2 separate regions of the Oryctolagus cuniculus genome follow, and region 2 is linked to region 1. Evidence: chromatin contacts called from public Hi-C data. All regions are on one chromosome and are shown on one strand. The core of a region is the stretch at or near the end of the contact, and the rest is flanking DNA. Distances in the headings are between cores, read along the strand shown. Region 1 has its middle 340 kb from the start of MIR148A. Region 2 has its middle 88 kb from the start of MIR148A.

Region 1 (4,130 bases), core at 1,169-3,668:
CCAGCTTTGTGGTGCTGTTGCACTGCCTGGTTTTCACAAGTATTTCAGCACTCTGCTTGGTGACCAGTTGGCATGGTATGCATAAAAACGCGCTACTGGGGCCGGCGCCACGGCTCACTTGGTTAATCCTCCGCCTGCGGCGGCGGCATCCCATATAGGCACTGGGTTCTAGTCCCAGTTGCTCCTCTTCCAGTCCAGCTCTCTGCTGTGGCCCGGGAAGGCAGTGGAGGATGGCCCAAGTGCTTGGGCCCCTGCACCTGCATGGGAGACCAGGAGGAAGCACCTGGCTCCTGGCTTCGGATGGGCACAGCGCACCGGCCATAGCGGCCATTTGGGGGGCGAACCAACAGAAGGAAGACCTTTTTCTCTGTCCCTCCCTCCCACTGTCTGTAACTCTACTTGTCAAATAAATAAAATAAATTTTTAAAAAAGTGCTACTGTTTCTGTCCTTACAAGAGGTTAGGCAAGAGCCCCTTGTCACCAGCCCTGGCATGGGCAGGGTTCAGCTTCCTGAGCTCACACTTGGTGTTTCATCAATGCCATGGGCAGCATTCAGGAAGACGCACCCTAAGGGCTGGGACTCCCTTTCTCACTCACTGCCTTGCAGACTTCTAGAGGCTTCCAAACCGGTGAATGTCTGTCTGAATCCAGTACACTCAAAGCTACACCAAGGGGTGTCATCTCATAGACAGTAGAACACCTTTTCTTCTTAAAGATTTAATTATGCGAAAGACAACGTTACAGAGAGGGAGAGACACAGAGGGGAAGAGATCTTCTATCTACAGGTTCACTCCCTAAATGGCTGCGATAGCTGGGGCTGGGCCAGGCTGAAGCCAGGAGCCTGAACCTCCATGTGGGTCTCCCACATGGGTGCAGGGGACCAAGCACTCGGGCCATCTTCCGCTGCTTTTTCAGGCACATTAGCAGGGATCTGGATCAGCAACAGGGAGATGGATCGGAAGTAGAGCAGTCGGGACTTGAACCGGTGCTCATATGGGATGCTGGTGCTGCAGACTGTGGCTTAACCCACTGCGCCACAGCACTGGCCTCAGTGTAACACCTTGGGTCCTGATGTCTAACTTATGTTACTTGTTGGCAAAGGATGTTGAACACCTTTACTGATAATATCTCTTTAGCATCTTCTTTTCCCAGCCCCACCCTGGATGATTTCCACACAAACCCATCCAGTCTCCAGCACCTGTCAGGATGACAATCGCTGGACAAACATTTGGGCAGAAGTTAGGCCAGAGGCACAGCTCTGACCGCACCGGGCACGCGCATCCCACTTCACTGACTGCATAGCTGAGGACTGTGCGCCCCGGGGACCGTGAGCCGCCAGCACCTGCTCTTGGCTTCTGCACATGTCCGTCATGGAGCCAGCACGGACCCAGGTGCCTCTTCCCTGAGTAATGGACCCGCACCTCCAGCCAGGCGGGGATGAAGCCAGAGTCGGAGTCAGAGTTTCCCAACGCAGAGCCAGAGATTTCTGCTGCATGCATGTGATTCTGCATTGTCCATGCTCAGCCTTCGTTCTCACGAGAACTCCAGCTAAATAACAGAAATTGAAAAGCTAGCAGCAGCTCATAACTGCATAGGCTGTGCTACTGAGAAATATCAAGGTTAAAAAAAAAACATAGCTTAGGCACGTATGTTCAGGTATGGTGTGGGGCAGGAGGGGGGCACAGCTGTTTATAAAACTCATAATCTCATAGACTGGCAGACTGGAAAGAGATCTTTGATAGTAGTCAGAAGAACCGCCTCATTTTTATAATTAGGAATCCAAACTCCAGAAAGGGGAATAACTCACAGGCACATGACTAATAAGCTAAATAATTAATAATGCTGAAGAAACTACGTTTCCCACAAATGCAAATAGGTGAATTCATTCCCAGCTCCTTTACTGACATAATTTTTTTTAAATCAGCATTCAAGTTGTTTAGGCAGCTCTGATACGATTCAAACTTATGTCTCCTGTTTTAAAAATCAAACTAAAATGAAATTTACAACAAAACTTTGAAGGATATGAGGCAATGACAGGCCAAAAAACAAAACTCAATCTAGAGTCATCCATGAGTGTCATAAAATATACTGCAAAAGCAAAATGTAACTAATCAATCCATGTAGTGTAAGGAAGATATCTCAAGATGAGTTAATAGTTCTGCTTTTCTTAACATACCTTCTTAAATGCATGATAACAGGCTCAGGCATATAAAAACTCACTTTACATAACCAAAGCAAACCCTTACACCCTGCTACAAACAAAGGAATAAAAAAGAAATTAAAAACGGACCAGAAGAAAACTAGCAGAGCGGCGCCACCTAGTGTCCATTTTCTGGAAACGCAGCTGGCGTTTCGGGCGCCCTCCTGTGGCGGAATCCAGCATTGGCTCCCAGGCAGGAAAAGAAAGCTGTAATCAAGGCTGCTGGGCTTTCCTTCCCGGGCTCTGGGTGGAAAGAAATGGAAAGAGACAGCGTCTCGGCCTGTTTCCTAAGCAAGATGCACTTGCACTCACCATCTTGAAAACGCAACTACGAAGGTACAGTTTCCCGTGGACCCAGGGTACAGCCTTCCCATGCTTTCAAGTGACCCCTACCCACCATGTCCCCTGTCCCTATGAAATCCCACTCAGCGGAGATGCTGTGAATACCATGTTTGCAGCCCCATTTTGTAGCATTTTGTAGCAGATCCCAGCTTCCTGCTAACGCGGGCCCTGGGAGGCAGGTGGCTGCCACCGGCCCGGAAGACCTGGTTCCTGGCTGTTGCCCCAGCTGTTGCAAGCGTTTGGGGAGTAAGCCCTGGACGGGAGGTATCGCCATCTTCTCTCTGTGTCTCAGATAAAAAAGAAATAAAAATTTAAAAGGAGAGTGTATGATTTGCACACAATTTGCTTCTTTTTGTAAGATAGTGAAGTGGGAGCGTTGCTAACGGGAGAAGCAGCTGGGTTTAGGCTAAGTCAGCGCCGGAGGAACTGAGAAGGCCCGGCGTTGGCCCCACTGCGGGCCCTTGGCGTCCGGCTGTGGGCTGCTTCGCTCCGCCGAGTGCGGATGGCGAGGACCTGGAAGGCCCCCCGGGCGGCTCCGGCTCCGCGCCCCTGTACTGGGAGATGCGGTCCCACCCACGCAGCCGCCGCCCCGGAGCTCCAGGCTCAGCCTGCCGACTGTTTGCACCCTCACCTGCCTCAGGCGTCAGCACCCAGCGGCACGTCCCGGGGCCCCCAGGCCTCCAAGGCCCAGCGCCGGCCGCCCCCAGCGACCCTCCACCCACGCGATGACACCTGGAGACGGCCGGGTGCTCCTGGAGGAGGAGGCTGGGGATCCGAGACCCGCCCCCCCGCAGGCTGCTGCACTGCCCCAGACCCCCGAGTGCGGGGCCCTGAGTGCAAATCCAGACCCCGGGTCCCTAACGCCCCGGGGGAGAGTTTGGACGGAAGCCAGGCTCTGCCCGCGCCGGCCTTGGGGAGCGTCCTGCCATCGCCAGATCTCAGCCCCCTGGAATGGAAGGGACCGTGGGGTCGGCACCCACCTCCCAGGGGGTTCCCGAGCGCCACGGTGGCGCCGGCCACGACTCGCCACTGCCTGTTCTCGCCTCGTGTTCGAGGCGCTTCTGAGCTCGGCTTCCCCTGCCCTCCCGCCTTTTCCTCGACTTCGCTGGAGTCCAGCCCGGAACTGTCCTTAGCGGCCAGGTTGGTTCCAGGCTCTGCTTTGGCTGTGGCGCGAGTCCCGATCCGAGTCCGCCTGGCCGCGGGGCAAGCTAACGTTACCCGTGCCTGGGCTCATGGCCGTCCGTGGTTTTATTAACCATCTTCAAAGCCACCCGCTCCGTGAAGATGTTCCCGGGCCCCCACCCATCTGAGCCGCCCTCCTCCCCTGAGCCGACTCAGACCGCTGCCCGGTGTCCCTAGGGGCACTGGCCACGCTCCAAGGCTGCACTGTGCGGCACAGCGGCCCCTGGGCGGGGACAAAACGCACCAGCTTCCAGAACCTTCCTGTCAATAAAAGTGCATACAGAATTTTTATTTTAACATTTTAATTTTTTTAAAAAATTGAGTGGCCGGTGCCGTGGCTCACTAGGCTAATCCTCCGCCTTGCGGCGCCGGCACACCGGGTTCTAGTCCCGGTCGGGGCGCCGGA
Region 2 (4,130 bases), core at 735-3,234, 250 kb after region 1:
TAGAACCCGGTGTGCCGGCGCCGCTAGGCGGAGGATTAGCCTAGTGAGCCGCGGCGCCGGCCTTCCAGTGAGGTTTCAACACCCTGTGGCGATGCTGCGATACAATGAGTGAATAAAAACGAGTGGGTGGGAGGGTGGGTATGGTGGGACGAATCGCTATATTCCTAAAGTTGTATTTATGAAATGCACGAGGTGTGTATTCCTTAAATAAACTGTTTCTTTGGGGAAAGAAAATCTGTGTGTGAAGACAGCGAGACCCCGAAACTCTGACCAGTGGTTACAAGTGGTGGGGACTTTCATTATGTTCTGTACCTGTATCATCTCAAGTGGTCTGTAATGAGGATGGATTCACTTTTAGCGCACACACACACACACACACACAAACCATATAGCAGAATCACTTAAAAAAAAGCATCGTTAATTTTTTAAACACCGAATTTTCCTTAACTTGAATCATGAGGCCTAGGACTCTCATCTTTTTATTTTTCAGTTTATTTATTCTTTATGTATTTGAAAGAGAGAGAGAGAGTCTTCCATCCACTGGTTTACCTCCCATGCCAGCGATGAAATTCCTGCCCCAGGCCCCCTTCTCTTCAGAGCTAAGATGACTCTGTTAAGAATATATTTCTATTTTACAACTAGTTTTCCTCAGCCTTTCCTCTGATACTTCAAACTTCCGGGCGGGTGCTTGGCCTAACGGTCAGGACTGCCCTGTCCCATAGCAGAGTGCTGGGATTCCTGACTCCGGCATCCTAACTAATGCACACCTCGGAGGCAGCAGGTAATGGCTCAGAGCTGACTTCCTAACACTCACACACAAGACCTGGGCTGAGTTCCCGGCTCCCAGCTCCTGGATGGGCTGTTGTAGACATTTGAGGAGCAGATCAGCAGGAAGATCTCTTGGTCTCACTCTCTAATTGCAAGTTCTATTGACCGTAAGGGGAATGTGGGGAGAGATACGTGGCTGACCTGGTGCGTGCACCTGTTTGGAGCTGGTGCCACCCAGAACAGCTCTGTGTAGCCCTCTGCTCTGGCCCCTGGGGCTTCTTAGGCTTGCAAATGTGATTGCCCCAAATTCATATGTGCTGGGAGGGTCACATGCGCATCAGATAATGAAGATATGGGAATCAGAAAAAAGTTTATATTGCATTACATAAAAAGAATTCTTAAAGTAATGCTACTACCTATTTCTTTTTGCTCCTAGAAGTGTGCAGTTGCCTGTGTGGCTGATCTTACAGCCCGGGTGGGACACAGCACCCTAAACACACGACTGCGGGTTCTGATTCAATCCTCCCTCTCCCAGCTTTTAGCAAAATACACTGATATACACAGGATGCTGCTGTGAGCCGCATCAACGACGAAACGTGTTGTCCTGCCCTCGCCCCAGGTTGTAGCATGCAGCAACTGCCAGGGCGCTCCCGAACTTCCAGACCAGTGCGGGGACGAGAGCACCCACAGCGCCCCTCGGGAAGGCCACCGTGCCTTTCCGCAGACCGACGCAGACCGACGCAGCCCGCCTGGCTCAGACCTCACCCCACTCCCAGCACCGGCCTCCGAGCCAGCCTCCACTTGGGGCGACCTGGAACATCCCCCGCTCCCCCAGGGCCGCATGAGAGGGACTTCCTGCGAGTGGCTGGTCCTGGGCCAGCCCTCCAAGCCCCCTGGCGTGGGCAGGCTGGAAACGGCCGCTCTTCACCAGGCCGACTGCCCTGGCTGCCAAGCCGAGCTCGAAGCCGCAGCGTGGCTCCAGGCCATGACTCAGGGCCGCGTGATGTGGAGACTCGTGGGCTCGGCCCTCTAGCCAGAGGCTCTTCTCCAGCCCTGCCGCCACCCCAGCCCTGCTGAGCACCGCCTCCCCGCTCTGCAGCAGGCAGCAGGCAAAAACAGATCCCTTATCCCCGCCAGGAGCGGCCGGGGATAGCTTTTTGCCACGCAGGAGCCTCAGGAGCAACTTTTGTAAAAGAGCAGGGAGGCCACAGATCCTGCGGTTACGGGCTCAGGCCTCATCGGGCGGCTCCGAGTCCCTAACTCCGGGGTATGCCGGCTAAGGTGGCTGAGGCACGCCCTGTTTTCAGAGCAGTTTTCCTATCTTAATCATCGTTGCTAGGCTCCTCTGTCATTTCAGCAACCTCGGTAAATGCGATCTCTCCGTAAAGATAAAAATCTTTCTCATCACAGCGGAGCAGCTTCAAGCTTTTCTGCACAGACAAGACTCCAAAACCCCCACGCCGCCTCCGCTTCGCGTGTGCTCTGAAAGTTCTGGGCGCGGCTTATGTATGACAACAAGAAACCAGAACAACGGTGGTGATTTGGTTGGGTTTAAGGTTCTCAGGATGCAGACGGGATTTGGGAAGCCCTGTAATACACCCCCAAATCACCACGCCACTGAGGGATGCTGCAAAGGGCGACACCGTGAGAACAGAACGCACTTAGTTTTGGGGAGGAGGGGACGGGCAGCACACGCGGGGAAGAGTCACATTTGAAAGAGAATTTGGTTGTTTTTTTTTTTTTAATGCTTCATTACAGCCATCATCCCTCCATGCGCCCAGCAAAGTAAAGGTGCCATTTCTGCGCTTGCGGACACTCGCTGACAGCTCCAGCCGCGGGCAGACCCGGAGCGCGGGCGGGCAGGGGGGGAGGCGTCTGCACCTCCACCCCAGAGTGAATCCACAGTCTGCAGAAACACGAGGGCGCCCCCCCCCCCGCCGTGGCCGTGTCCCGCGGCCCTGCTTTCCCCCGCGGCCGCGGAGCCCCGTCTACAGGGCCGGGTTTTGATCCCCAGTCTCGCATTTAAACGTCTGCCCCTTCGCCCCATTTTGCACTTTGGCCATTGGGTCCGCTGGATGTCCCGGCCGGCCTGCTCTTCCGGAGCGCTTTGTGCTTTCTTCCCCCCAACCCCAGGCTTCATCCAGCTACCTGGGCCCTAATAAGCAAATGCGCATACTTTAAAAAAAAAAAAAATCCGTCTACATCGCTTACAACCCGCGCAAAGCAGGCAGAGGCAGCAGGGCCGAGGTGAGACCCCGGACTTCGCGGCTCTATCCTGAGGCACGAGCGCCCCCTGGTGGTCCCTCCGGCCCAAGCACGGCCTGGTCTCGGCTCCTCCGAAGTTCAGGGAGTCCAGGCCCCTGCGGGCCGAGTGGCTCGCGCGGGCGCGCGGGGGCCCAGTGGCGTGCGGGCAGGCACTGGACAGACGAGGGTCAAAGTGAGAGGGAAGGGGACGTCCACAAACAAGTCCGGCCGCGAGGGCTCAGGCTTCTCCACGCAAAAACAGAAACTTTTTAGAGCCGGACACGAGATGCGTGAATCCCGAACCAGCTCCTCGCTGTACCCAGGAGAAACTGAGGCTCTGAAGTGGCGCGACGAGCCCGGGTACTCCCGCGTGCTCATGGCCGAACCGTCCCAGCCCGGGGTGACAGGGCTCGGGGGCCCGCACCGTGCGGCAAGACCGAGGAGCTGGCCCCGGGGTTGCCAGACGCAAAGAACAGATCCCCTTGCGAACAGCGTCCCCGGCCCCAGTCAACCCCGTCACGGGCTGGGGGCGGCCCCGCGTGGGAACGCGCCGCCGCCCCCGGGTCCCCGGAGCGCCGCGACCCGGCTTCCCAGGCCCCGGGCGCGAGGGCGGCCGAGACACAAAGCAGGCCCCGCGGGCGGCGCCCGCGGCTGCTGGGAGGCGGCGGGCCGCTTGATTGATGGGTGGAACCCCCGCCGCCTCACCGGAGGCGGCCGCCCAGCTGCGACTGCGGGCCCGGGGGTGGCCGGGCCCCGAGCCCCCGACGCCCCCGCCCCGGGCCTCCGGGAGGCTGATTTACGGCTGCGCCGCCGGACTGCGGCGAAACCACCTCTCCCGGGGAAACCCAGTCCCCGGGCTCTGCCCGGAAGAGGCCCCGAAAAGGGAGCCGGCCGGGCGGGCGCGGGGCGGGGGCGCCGGGCCTCGACTTCCCCTCGTGTGTCCCACCTTCTGCCAGCGGTCTTGTGGGGGGTGGGTTTGGGGGGAGCCGGGGACGGCCGCGCCGTCTTCAGGCCTCGGCGTCCAGCCCCAACGCGGGGGCCTGGGCCCGCCGTTAGGGGGTCACGGCGGTGAGGGGCGCGCGGCCGCCGCCTCCCGGTCCCCGTTTAAACGCATTTTG

What was found. A called contact is a pair of places that touch in the nucleus more often than the background predicts.
Region 2: a Hi-C map of skin fibroblasts shows a contact between it and region 1, with 6 times the contacts expected there. The contact joins two enhancer-like sites. A contact is called at or near these places in 3 of 6 Hi-C or Micro-C datasets (ear pinna, skin fibroblasts and an unstated tissue).

What each region holds. Positions count from the first base shown.
Region 1 is chr16:17,357,668-17,361,797 of mOryCun1.1, forward strand. No RefSeq gene overlaps it. Among named protein-coding and RNA genes, the nearest start is that of MIR148A, 340 kb to the right of the region's middle. Within about 2 kb of position 2,419, at least 1 of the 8 cell types and tissues checked has an H3K27ac peak or open chromatin away from gene starts, as enhancers often do.
Region 2 is chr16:17,610,542-17,614,671 of mOryCun1.1, forward strand. No RefSeq gene overlaps it. Among named protein-coding and RNA genes, the nearest start is that of MIR148A, 88 kb to the right of the region's middle. Within about 2 kb of position 1,985, at least 3 of the 8 cell types and tissues checked have an H3K27ac peak or open chromatin away from gene starts, as enhancers often do.